Linked DNA regions of Mus musculus: all the other regions are linked to region 2. A link is a contact called in public promoter capture Hi-C data. All regions are on one chromosome and are shown on one strand. Each heading gives the region's core, a stretch centred on a gene start, on an enhancer-like site or on the middle of the called end of the contact. The rest is flanking DNA. Distances are from core to core; before and after follow the strand shown.

Region 1 (4,102 bases), core at 814-3,313, 3.8 Mb before region 2:
TCTTCGATGGACAATCTTGACTCTCCTGTCCACGCCTCCTTTATACTAAGATCACAGACAGGCCCCACTTCACTTGGTTCTGTGGAGTTTATTTAAATAAAATCGCAATTAGACTAAGGAGAGGGTAAATTTATGATATTTTAATTAAATGGATACAAAAAAACCTACATGACATTTAATCAGCGTTTGACATTACTTAGTTGTGTAATTTCAGAAATGCAGTAAACTGAAGTACCGGAGTGAAACAGTGGAAGAAAAACACTTTAGTTTGTTTCAAATGTCAAGGGCCTATCATATGAATCATAAGAACAAGTTGAGGGATTCTGTTTCCAGTGTCTTGGCCTAAGAGTAATCTAAAGTCTCGATGGAGCACCAAGTGACAACCTCCAGCAGGCAGGCAGGCAGAGGCGAAGGGTCCTCCCCTCTGGAATCCAGTGGTTCTTCTCCGGCTCATACACAGCCCCAGAGCCACGTAATGTTAATATCCTATCAGATTCATCCATGCTATCCACAAGGACTGCATTCCTGCCTAGTCTGTGACTATGGCCTCGAGGCCCTGAGAAGGAAGGGACTGTCCCCAGGAGCAGCAACAGTGTCCAAAGACCAGCCTCATGTGGTATAGGTAGGACAGGCCAAAGAACCAGCTTTTGTCCCAGGCTGGTGGCTGCACACAACTTTAATCCCAGCATTAGGGAGGCAGGCAGATCTCTGAGTTGAAGGCCAGCCTGGTTTTTATAGTGAGTTCCACGGCTGCCAGGGCTACAGGAAGAAAAGTCTCAAAAACTAAAACAAATAGAAAACCTACAAAGCTTCTTTTGCAGCTAGCTCTCCAGGTGGGTGTGTCAAGGAGCAGATGACGAAAGCTCGTTCTAGGAGGGCAGAATTCAGCCAAGGAGCTATGGCTGAGCCGGAATTGCTGTGGCACTCACAAGCACAGACCCTGGAGTCAGATAGTCAGATTTGAAAGTCGCCCCTGGCTATACTGGAGACTAATTTCCATGAGTATGGTATGAGGGAACAGAGGTGCTCTTCTCTGGGCTTCCGGTTTTTGATTGTTTCCAGGTAGTTTCTCTCTTAGGCCAGGCTCAATTCAAGTTCTCCATACTCCTGCATCAGCTGGGTTTATAGGCACTGAACACCATAGTCTGCTTACTGTTGTATTTTATTTAAAAAAAAAAAAAAAAAGCCGGGGACGTTTGGTGGAGGAGCGTTATTGTGCACGTAGGGGGTAGAGGGGGTGCGGCCCATGCTGAGGTACCAGCCACAGGACGGTATAGTAGTTTATTTAGGGCATGAGGTGAGTTGAGGGGGTAGTAGCGAGAGCGAGAGAGAGAGAGAGAGCGAGAGCGAGAGCGAGAGCGAGAGAGAGAGAGAGAGAGAGAAAAGGCCGAGGGGGTGTGCGGGTGGAGGCCGGCCATGAACACGTGGAGAGAGGGGTAGGGGAATGGGAGAGAAGGGACAGAGGGCTAAGAGAGTAAGAAAGCAAGAGAAAAGTGTGGGTGTGTGTGTGGGGGGGGGCAAGCAGCTTCTTTTACAGTGGGTCAGGCACACCTGGCTGCTGCCAGGTAACTGTGGGGCGGAGCCTAGAAGAAATGCCAACACCATCATTTTTATTTTTTGAGATAAGGTCTCACTTCCTAGCTTGGTCTATAACGCACAAAGTAGCCCAGGCTGTCTTTGTATTGGTAATCCTCCTACTTCAGCTCTTTCTCCCTCCAAAAGCTAGGATTACTGATTTGAACCAAGTATGGCTTTGCTTAACTCCCCGTTTTCGCTGCCCTCCCTCCGTTCCTTCCTTATTAGGCTGGTATGGATCTTGGAATATCTACAGCTGACCTTAGGCTCCGGGCAATCTTGTATCGGCTACCCTAGTGCTGGGATTGCAGACTCGAACCACCCAGTTAACTACATCCTGGCAGCCAATCCCAACAAGTTTGAGGATGCCTGTGAACTATGTAAATTAGGACTAGAAATTTGAGCTTTTGATTGGGAGACATCTGGATGGGCGGGGGCTCTGCTTCCGCGAGCTGATTGGGTACGGTACCTGCCTGTCACGGGCGGCAGCGGCTGCAGTTTGGCGAGGCAGTTCCGGGGTGGCGCGCGTCGTCCCGGAACTGAGCGAGCCGGTGTTGGAGTTCCAGGCGCGGGGTCGAGCATGTCCGGGCGAGGCAAGCAGGGCGGTAAGGTGCGCGCCAAGGCCAAGTCGCGCTCGTCGCGCGCGGGCCTGCAGTTCCCCGTGGGCCGCGTTCACCGGCTGCTGCGGAAGGGCAACTACGCGGAGCGCGTGGGCGCGGGAGCGCCCGTGTACCTGGCGGCGGTGCTGGAGTACCTGACGGCCGAGATCCTGGAGCTGGCGGGCAACGCGGCGAGGGACAACAAGAAGACGCGCATCATCCCTCGTCACCTGCAGCTGGCCATCCGCAACGACGAGGAGCTCAACAAGCTGCTGGGCCGTGTGACCATCGCGCAGGGCGGCGTCCTGCCCAATATCCAGGCCGTGCTGCTGCCCAAGAAGACGGAGAGCCAGAAGGTGAAGAGCAAGTGAACCCGACAGACGGGTGCAGAGCCCGCCCGCCACAGTCCGCAGCCAATAAAGTCGGTGAAAAGCGAGTAATCTAGAGAGCTGTGTAGTCGCGGGACCGAGGGGGTGTTGGGTGGGGACGAGTTCCAACTTTGAGCGTGACGCAGGCCACCTGTGTGGCCATGTGCGAGCCGGAGGAACCCAGCGGGTGGATTGGGAGAGCCCCGTCGCATCACCGTGGGCAGGAGAAGCGGACCTAGTGCCCAGAGGCTACTCTGGAATTGGCTTTGCCTAACTCCCCAGTCTTAGGGAAAAGTGGTAGGGAAGGTGTTGCGAGCTGTGAACAAGAAGTTGCCTCGCTTGTCATACATAGGAAGGTTGAGCTATATGTACCCTAGCCATTTGGAAAAGACAGGAACTTGGGATCCTTGGTGGGTGCTAGTTATTTATGGTAGTATTTAAGCTAATAGATGTTACGTATTCGTGATCTGAATGCCAGCCATCTTCACATTGCACACTTGTGTTCAATATTCTTTATAATGAAGTAACTTGTGCAATACGGAAGTGAGTCACGAAGTTTGCGCTCTGGATGGTGTTGCGTAACAGCGGGGCCCTCGGTCTTAAGTAGTGTATGTTTAGCAGCTCCTAAAATGATCTTCTCTTGGTGCTTGCGGTGGTGTTACCCCTCATCCCTGCATTTGGGAAGTAGAACGCCTTTCGTGGCTAGATAGCGAGTTTGTGGCCGTTTCTGAACTACATTAGACCGTGTCTCAAAATATGTTTCTGTCTCCCCTCGAGTTTTAGCTGCATGGCAGCCTCTTATCCAGCACTGATTCTGAGAATCAGCCTGATTTTACTTAAAAGCAAAACCGATTTTTTTTTTTTTTTTTTAGGGGTGACTGTTAGCTTTCCTGGGATCAGGTTTCTTCTTTTCCGTAACTGTTGAGTTGGGTGATGGCGCCTCAAGGAAGGAAAGGGTCGTGTGAGTTAACGTAACGCGGAGAGCCAAACCCCAGGGCCCTGGAAATGCGATTCTTGCCTTGGTCATTCCGTTTCCTGCTCACTCAGTAACCATCATTCTGTTAGCAGGAGCCACAAAACATCCCATGCTACGGAGGTTTCACTCTGGGTTCTTCCCCTCCACCCCCGGGGGGGAGTCAGAGTTCAAGTCTTCCTCTTCATTTGCAGTATTTCCCCTCGAAATTTATTTCATTCCCAGTATTGGTATGACGTCTACACCACGTGCTAGTAACTGAGGGTACAGCTGTGAATGAGGCCAGCTAGGTCTCACTGTCCCGAACACGTGGTCCCCCCCCCATGGTTTCTGAAGACAGCAAAAAGGACAAATAAAGAATATATTACAAATCTGTGTCTTGACAGTGTTTGATTTTCTACTGTTTGTTGTATTGACATTGGAATTCTTGGTGCTCATCTTGAACGATGTATAAAGGTTTGTCGTACCTCTGATAAAGAGGCAGGTTGCTCCCACTGACACCTGAGGAGAACAGACTGCAATGGTGTTATGGGCGGTTTCAGGAGGTAAACTTTCATAATACATTTTTGGGGGGACTAAGTTATTTT
Region 2 (4,628 bases), core at 442-2,941:
ATGTGCCTTAGAGCAGCTGCCACATACACTGAGTCATGCTTTATTCCAGTCCAGTTTGGTGATCCTCAGTCTACAATCCAGGATGACAACACATTCCTGATCTATCTGCAAGAATGACTCTGAAAGTTAGAGTTTGAGGTTAACGCCTGCCAGTGTAGCTACATTGTATATTATCATTTTAATTTTTGCTTTTCCTTGAGGAAACTTTTCTTTTCTTTTTCTTTTTTCTTTTCTTTTCTTTTTTTTTTTTTTTTTTTTTTGAGGATGTTTCCTTCCACTGGGGGAACATTACGTGTGATAGTATGTATCCAAAGGTTAAGGCTGCAACTGTACACTAAGATATTTGTGGGGCGGTTTCCTTGTGGCCCACACTAGTTGGCCTCAAAGTTGCAACAATCCCTTCTAGCCTCATACTACATGTTGTTTCTTTTATTATGTTTATTTTTTAAATTAGGGCAGTGAATTCTAGAAACATGAAAATACTCCACCTGGGGGATCTCTCTCTCTCTCTCTCTTTGTGTGTGAAGATCTACTAAGAATGAATGAGGGAATGCTCTCTGAGACTGCTTCCCCACTCCAGAGCATCAGATGTGCCCCGGAGTCAGGGTGTGATGTGGGCTGCTCACCAGCCTTCCTCATAAACTCCAGGTCTTTATTTTACAAAAAGCTTATTTACAAAGCATTCCCTTACCGAGAAGTTCAGGAAGATGCAATGCTTCCCTAGCTGTAAAGGGAAGGTTTGACTCTTGCCTGGGGATAGGGAGGAGCCTTTCATTAGTAGGAGTAGTAACCTCTTCCCTGCTTTCTTCTTCACACCCTCCCTTTTTGTGAGGCAGGATTTCAGTTTGGCCTGGAACTCGCTATATAGATCAGGCTGGCCTCGGAATCTCGGAGACCCTCCTGCCTCGGCCACCCTAGGGCTGGGGTTAAAGGTGTGCCTTTTAGGTGAGGTACCTGTGTGCACCACCCACCAGACTGGGAGGGAGGCCGGGAGATGTGGTCAGAGCTGCTGGGATTAGACAGTTGTGAGCCGCCTTGTGGGTGCTGCAAACCGACCGCCGGCTCCTCTGGAAGAGCGGTTAGAGCCCTCAACGGCCAGCGCTACACCCCAAGAACTCAGCCTGCCTACAAGTGTCACCCCAGATTTTATTAGAAGCTCCAGGACTTAAAACCTGCGAGGATCTCGAGCCAAAGCAACGCCCGCCTCGTCTGAGCTGCCCTCCTTGGGTCATTGGGACATCGGGACAGGTAAGCAAGCCTGGCTTGCGAGTCAAGCCTCTGCCTCCGCGGTGTGGACATCGGCTCGGCGCTTCAAAAACAAAAAACAAAAAAAAACCGATTTATCGAACTTTCTGCACATGTCTGAGACCTGTCTTTTGAGTATGGCAAGCGCTCAGACGGCCAGACACTTGCTCCACTTACGGCTTCCTTCTACAGGACACCACCTCCCCCGCAAACCACACACACACACTCTCTCTCTCTCTCTCTCTCTCTCTCTCTCTCTCTCTCTCTCTCTCTCTGAGCCGATGCTTCTCCTTCTCTCTGTAGAAGTCCAGGGCTGTGAAAATCCCCACCGACTTCGGGTTTCGAGGGCTCGTCCCGCCTCCGCCCGGAGCGGGAAGGCGTGGGAAGGCCCAAAGAAACTCTGGAGGGGCGGGGCCGCCGCGGCGCGCAGGCGCGCTGCCTCCTCCGCGTGAGTGCGCGCGTTCCGGCGCGTGTCCCCGCGCGGGCTCCGTAGCGCGTGTGCAGCCTGACGCAGCCCCGCGGGCCCTCCTCCCGCTCTGCGGCGGCCGCGCGGAGTTTGGGGCGTGCGGGCGCGGAGCGGGGGGTGGCGGGGGCGAGGAGGCGGCGGCGAGAGGAGGCGGAGGAGCAGCAGGCGCCGCCATGGCCGCCGCGCTCGCCGACATGGCCGACCTGGAGGAGCTCTCCCGCCTCAGCCCGCTGTCCCCCGGCAGCCCCGGGCCCGCGGCGCGCGGCCGGGCCGAGCCGCCGGAGGAAGAGGAGGAGGAGGATGACGAGGAGGCGGAGGCAGAGGCGGTGGCCGCGCTGCTGTTGAACGGGGGAGCGGGCGGCGGCGCGGGGGGCGGCGAGGCGGAGACCATGTCGGAGCCGAGCCCCGAGAGCGCCAGCCAGGCGGGCGGGGACGAGGACGAGGACGAGGAGGACGACGAGGACGAGGGCAGCAGCAGCGGCGGCGCGGAGGAGGAGAGCAGCGCCGAGAGCCTGGTGGGCAGCAGCAGCGGCGGCTGCAGCGGCGACGAGACGCGCTCGCTGAGCCCGGGCGCGGCGAGCAGCAGCAGCGGCGATGGGGACGGGAAGGAGGGCCTGGAGGAGCCCAAGGGACCGCGGGGCGGCCCGGGCGGCCCGGGCAGCAGCGGTGGCGGTAGCAGCAGCAGTAGCGTGGTGTCGAGCGGCGGCGACGAGGGCTACGGCACCGGGGGAGGCGGGAGCAGCGCGACCTCCGGGGGCCGGCGGGGCAGCCTGGAGATGTCGTCCGACGGGGAGCCGCTGAGCCGCATGGACTCGGAGGACAGGTCAGTGCGCCGCCAAGGGGACCCTTCCCGGACCTCGACGAGGGGGACTCAGGGGACTTCTTCCTGATTCGAGGGGACTCTGCGTGGATCCCGTCTAGGGGACTCCTCCCGGACCCCACAGAGGGGACCTAGGGGACTCCTCTTGGACTCCATTGAGCTGACTTCCTTGCCCGATCCCCTCCCATCTCCTGGACCCTTTGGCCCAGCGCGGGGCGGGGGGCGGGGGGGACCCTTCTAGCAGCGATCCCTTGCTCTGTAGATTCCCGGGCTCCGCCGAGGGGACCGAGGGGACTTTCTCGCCGCAGTCCTTTCCGTTTCTTGCTTCTCCTTCCCTGCCCCGCCCGCCTGCCCACCTTGGGAACGGCTTCGCCGGAATCTCCCCTGCCCCAGACTCTGGGACCCCAGACCTGGGGACTTTCTCTCCGGGATCTCCCGCCCCCTGATTCTCAGCCCCTCCCCCCCAGATCTCAACTTGGAAATCCCGGGCGGCCGCCGCGCCCCTCTTGCCGCTGAGCGGCTTCCAACTCCTCACCATCCCCCCTCAACTCTCCTTTCCCCACCCTCCTTTCCTCGGCGCGCGGTTCTCCTTTCGGATCGAAGGACGACTCTGTCCCGGAGACAGCCCCCCCAAAATGGCCCAGACGCCCCAGCCGAGCTCCAGAGGCCCTTGATGTACACCTCGGTACACAAGGTTAGCTTCGTGCATCGGTGTTCGGGAACACTTGTCAGAACTGCAATTGACAAGTGTTTTCCAATATGGCTGGTCTCCTGGAACTCACAGAACTAACTTGTGCAGGGAGGAGACCCCCACCCCTGGCTTTGCTTTACTTTTAAAAAGAACTGCTGGTCCGTTATGTGTAATCTCTGCTTCTCAGATCCCTCACATCTGTCAGTTATATCATCTCAGGGGATTTGAGTTTTGGTCATCAAATCTGAGGGACCAAGTTTAAAACACAGAAAGAGCATTGTGGAAAGGAACAGTAGATTTGAATTGATGTCCTTTACAGTTGCTTTGCTGAATCGGAAATAATTGGGAGTCACAAGATACAGGCGTGCAGGTTTAAAAAAGTAGACTGTGGCTTACAAAAGCACCATTATATATACAGTGGTACTAAGATGTGGGAGTCACATCCCCCGTGGTGACTTTTTTTTTGCAGTCATGTATGGGGAGGTATCTGGAGTAATTGCCACTGTTCTAGATAGTACATTTAAGAAATGTATGTTTTGGTTGCTGCTCTAATTTTTGATTGTAAAATTTCATAATCGAAGTTGATTTTTAATCCAAAGAACCTCATGCTTAATGTTCCTAAGGTACATTAGCATTTACTTTTGACCACCTGCTAGTTTTTGAAGATTAGAATTTATAAGTCAATAGTGATTTCTCACCGTGGGTTGTGTTTGGGGTTAGGGGGAAGGGTGTCGGCCTAATATAACCCAGTTGCTCTTTCTTGAGAATTCAACCTTACCTACCTTCGCCCCTCACCACGGCATCCTTGGACTTTGCTTTGGTTTGAAGTTACAGCACCCTGAGGTCTTTAGGGATTCTGGTTGCCAACAAAGATGAGCGCATTCCTAGTCAGTGATAAGGGATGAGCAAAGATGAGCACGTTCCTAGTCAGTGATAGGGACTGCCTGGAAAAACCTCAGGAATTCTTTTCGACACTTTAAAACTGAGATAAGTAACTACTTGCTCTTTCTCCAACAATCTTTACGACAGAGGTTCACTTTGTAGCCCAGGCTGGTCTGGGATTCACAGAAATAAATCCTCAGCCTCCCAAATTCAGTGTCCACCTAGTATCTAATCTACCACAAGAACCGAATGGGTGTAAATCAGACTGCTCCTTAGGAAAACCTAGAAAGGTTGTGCTAAACTGTAGATGTGGTTGGGGAGGCCAGTATCTTTAAGAGACCCTGTGGCACAGCCTGTTTTGGGGGCTGCTGTGTGCTGCTGGAAGCTGTCACTTTGTTCAGGTAAAATCGAGGCTGTCCTTCAGAGACACTGCTGACTCCAACTCCACATGAAGCACGTACTGTTATTCATCATCATGCATGTTTGCCATGTCACCCTCATGTTGATGATGCACGAGAGGGGGT
Region 3 (4,031 bases), core at 380-2,879, 4.5 Mb after region 2:
AGAGACATTTAAGAAAAAAAAGAAAAAGACAAAGAAAAAAACTTTCCATCATTTGTCTCTGACTCAGAAAGCAAATTAAGATGAAACACACCACTCACCCCTGCACCACTCTCTCCCAACAAGGCAGTAAGTAGCCATCTTGGCTTAGCCCCCTTCATTAGTTATACAGATTTGAGCCTTGCCAAGGGGACCACAGCTGGGGAATTTAAACCCCTTGCTCAGCTGGCTTGTGGCTTCCAGCTTTTCCCTATACACAGACTGCCCATCTATGGAGTCTAGGAACTTATATTTTAAGGTAGATATATACAGAATGAACAAATGATTAAGAGAGATAGTGAATACATTAAATGCATGTGGATAAAATTATAAAGGCATATGATTTAGTGAGATAAGGTAAAGAATGTAAAGAAAAGGAGAGAAGAGAGGGGAGGCAAGGAGAGGAGAGAGAGATGAGAAGAGAAAACGAGAAAATTAGAAAACGAGAAAATGAGAAAACGAGAAAAAGGAAAAGAGAAAAAGAGAGAGAAAAAGAGAAAGGGTATCTATCTATCTATCTATCTGTCAGGGCTAGGAGCGAGGGCGGCACAGTGGGGATGGAGACGTGACGTGTGGATTCCCTCCAGCTAGGCTTGAGCAGTCTGAGTGTCTAACTTCCTCCGCCTCCTCAGAAACTGAAACGTGGCTCCGCTCTGTAGCTCCCCGAAACCCACGTTTTATTACTCGAATATTCCTTGCGGGAGACTAGGTGACTGCACAGCCGACAGAGCATCATTTCCCTTCGGAAAGGAAACTTTTCAGATCTGGCAGTTTTTCAGACAGCCAGAGCTCTGGCTCTGGAAAATATCTTAAAACGCCTCAGGCTGGCCTCTGGGCTAGCTATCTCAGATGATAATTAGAGTTCACCGCCTGCACTCTCTGGTCCTGAAGCTCGAGTGGTCCGTAACTCGGAAGCTTCCACTTGGAACCTGGACCTTAAAAGACAAGCGATCTGCTTTCGGCAGATAAGAGGGTCCTCCTCCCCCTTCTATTACAACTACCCAGAAGAGCGTCCGAGCATCCTCGCCAAACCCTATCTCTGGGCAGCTCAAACGCAACGATACGGTCCTTCTTCCCGCCTAGGGAGCATGTAGGAGAGGCGCTGTGGCATCCTCTAAATCTGGGTACCGCATTTACAGAACCAGGACAAGAACCGGAGCGGGAGCATCTGCGGGTGGATACGAGGCCAGATCCCCACGCTTAGTAGCCCAGGACGGGGGACAAAGCAAGTTGGTCCTTCCATCCTCCTCTCTCCACCCAGTGTCCGAGATATTCCGGGTGGGTGAGTAGCTGCATTCCAGCATGAACTTCAGCAATACGCTTACCTTCATTTCTCGTGGCTTGGGTCGTGGCTCCGGCTCCTGGGTGCAAATGTGAGTCTCCTCTGGAGGAGGCGGCTGTGCAGTGACACGTGGCGCTCAGGGTCGGTCGGCAAGCGCGGAAGATGGAGAGCTGGGCGCGCTCCGCTGCGGATTGCATCAGCAGCGACTGGCTCAGCCGCGAGCTACAGTCCGACCTCTGGCTCACTCCAGGGTGGAGACACTGATCCCCTCCAGTGATTTGTATCGCAGGAGGGGAGGTAGCAGAGGAGGACAAATCTGAAAGCGTCTTTGATTCATTTGCTACCTCCCCAGTCCCTCCCCCAATCATACGCTGTACTAGGATCTAGTCTCAGAACTGGGAAGTTTTAAGGTATATTTTGGATAATAAAGAAGAGTTTGGGTTTTTCCGTCTCGCTCTCACGCTCCACACCCCACAGACAACTCTCAAATACAACCACTCTTACCAACTCCTTTTCTCTCTAATTTTTATAACATTTAAATAAATATAATAGATTTTGAATAGGAGCGGGTGGCTAGATGGACAGGGACAGTGGTGGATAAGGGCCAACTGGCAGGAGCCGGTTCTCTCCTTCCACCATCTGAGCCCTGGATGGAACTCTCACTCTCAGTCTGTGGTCTACGCTCTGTAGTCGTCTCTTAGTTTGCATCCTTTGATGTGCACATACAGAAGTAATTTAATGTGAAATGGTCCTCACCACCTGATAACTTCCTTCCTGCGTCCACACAAGCCTCAGGCAAGGCTCCCACCGATGGGATTTCAGTTGAGGAGAGGATCTCTCTGAAAATCTGAAAACTTTCTTTTTAGTAAATCTAAGCAGAAGGCTTTGCTGTGAAATTTTCATTCTTAACTCCCTAGGAGAGAATAGGCTTTTCCCCGACCATGTTTTGCCTGTATCCTTTGTTTGTTTGTTTGTTTGTTTTAGATTTATTTATTATATGTAAGTACACTGTAGCTGTCCTCAGATATTCCAGAAGAGTGCATCAGATTTTGTTACGAATGGTTGTGAGGCACCATGTGGTTGCTGGGATTTGAACTCGGGACCTTCGGAAGAGCAGTCAGCACTCTTAACCACTGAGCCATTTCGCCAGCCCTATTTATTTTTTTAAAAATGTTTTCTTTCTTCTCATTTTTCTTTTCTGACTTATTTATGTGTGAGTTCACCATCACTGTCTTCAGATGCACCAGAAGAGGACATCAGATCCCATCATAGATGGTTGTGAGCCACCGTGTGGTTGCTGGGAATTGAACTCAGGACCTCTGAGAGAGCAGTCAGTGCTCTTAACTGCTGAGCCATCTCTGCAGCCCTTGTTTTTCTTTTCTGCTGCTTGGAATGAAACTGCCCAGGTGAACAATGAATAGCTGAATTATCCTGACAAATGTACTGAGTTATCTTTGCACCCAGCACAACAGCAACAACTTCTTCCCTTCAGAAGACTGTAGTCCAGATCGGTTTTAACTCAAGCAGCGCTGTGGGCTTTAAGTGGTGAGTGTAGACATCCTGGGTTATTGTTCATACGATGGAGCACTGATCCACAGTAAGAGGAAATGAAGCAAGGCGTTGAGCTGCCTGCCTGTAGTCCCAGCAACTCGAGTCTGAAGCAACACACACACACACAACACATGTGCACCACACACATACCACACACACACACACAACACATGTTCACCACACACATACCACATACACACACCCCCCACACACATACAACACATGTGCACCACACACATACCATTCACACAAATACACTCCACAGGCTCACACCACATGTCCACATGTCCACACACACACACCACAACAACAAAAGCAGTTATGTGTATACCATGGACAAACCTTGAAAACATTGTGCAGTTTGAAAAGAAGCTGGTATGTGGTGGCCAATCTGGTGAATCAGTGCAAGACTTCCTAACTTGGATGTCTAAGATTTTCTAGGTCTGGGCTATGGCTCAAGCACTAGAGTGCTTGCCCGAATCCACCCAGCCCTGAGCTCAGTCCCTCGGTCACCTGGGTAGTGAGGAGAAAGGAACAAACCAGGAAGGGAGGGAGAAGACAGAGAAAAGGTGATAAAATTGTTCTAAAATTAGGTGGGAGCCATACACTAAAAACCATTGCAGAGTTTCATTGGTGGGTCGGTTGGTCGGTGGTTGGTTGGTTGGTTGGTTGGTTGGTTGGTTGGTTGGTTGGTTGGTTGGTTTGCGACAGGATTTCACTGTGTGAGCCTAACTGGCTTAGGAGTCACTTCGATCTACCTGCCCCTCCCCCATGGGCACTGAGCTAAAAGGGTGTGCCACCCTGCCTTGGGCCACCTTGTTTAGCTGAGGTACACATGTGTTGGAGATCAGGCCCTGCCCTCCCCTGAATTACTCCATAGTGTAGAATAATACAGTGGTTTTTCTCAGTTGGTGCATTGCCCTGAGAGAACCACTTATAAGCAGCTTTTGTATTCCATTCTAATGGAAGAAGGAAGACTGCGCACACAGGAGGAGGTAGATCCAGAAATGGCAGCATCTGTCAGGAGCCACCCACCCAGCACAGGGCTTATTCCTAAAGGGACTAAGCTCAGAGCCAGGCTGACTCCATGACAGGCTACAAAGTGACAATTTGGGAGACTAGGCCTAAGCTTTTCTTTCCCAGAAATGAAAACCGGGATCCA

The links. Promoter capture Hi-C pulls out the DNA fragments that hold promoters and counts their contacts.
Region 1: a contact with region 2 is called in a promoter capture Hi-C map of cranial neural crest. The contact joins the promoter of H2aj here to the promoter of Aebp2 in region 2. A contact is called at or near these places in 1 of 39 promoter capture datasets (cranial neural crest) and 1 of 115 datasets of contacts at active chromatin or transcription factors (embryonic stem cells).
Region 3: a promoter capture Hi-C map of pre-B cells shows a contact between it and region 2. The contact joins the promoter of Bcat1 here to the promoter of Aebp2 in region 2.

What each region holds. Positions count from the first base shown.
Region 1 is chr6:136,806,185-136,810,286 of GRCm38.p6, forward strand. H2aj (H2J.A histone) reads left to right here and starts at 2,064. Exons shown (of 1, transcript NM_177688.4): 1 at 2,064-3,890. The coding sequence starts at 2,156. The coding sequence ends at 2,545.
Region 2 is chr6:140,621,811-140,626,438 of GRCm38.p6, forward strand. Aebp2 (AE binding protein 2) reads left to right here and starts at 1,692. Exons shown (of 8, transcript NM_001005605.2): 1 at 1,692-2,534. The coding sequence starts at 1,885.
Region 3 is chr6:145,074,528-145,078,558 of GRCm38.p6, forward strand. Bcat1 (branched chain aminotransferase 1, cytosolic) reads right to left here and starts at 1,630. Exons shown (of 11, transcript NM_007532.5): 1 at 1,362-1,630. The coding sequence starts at 1,367.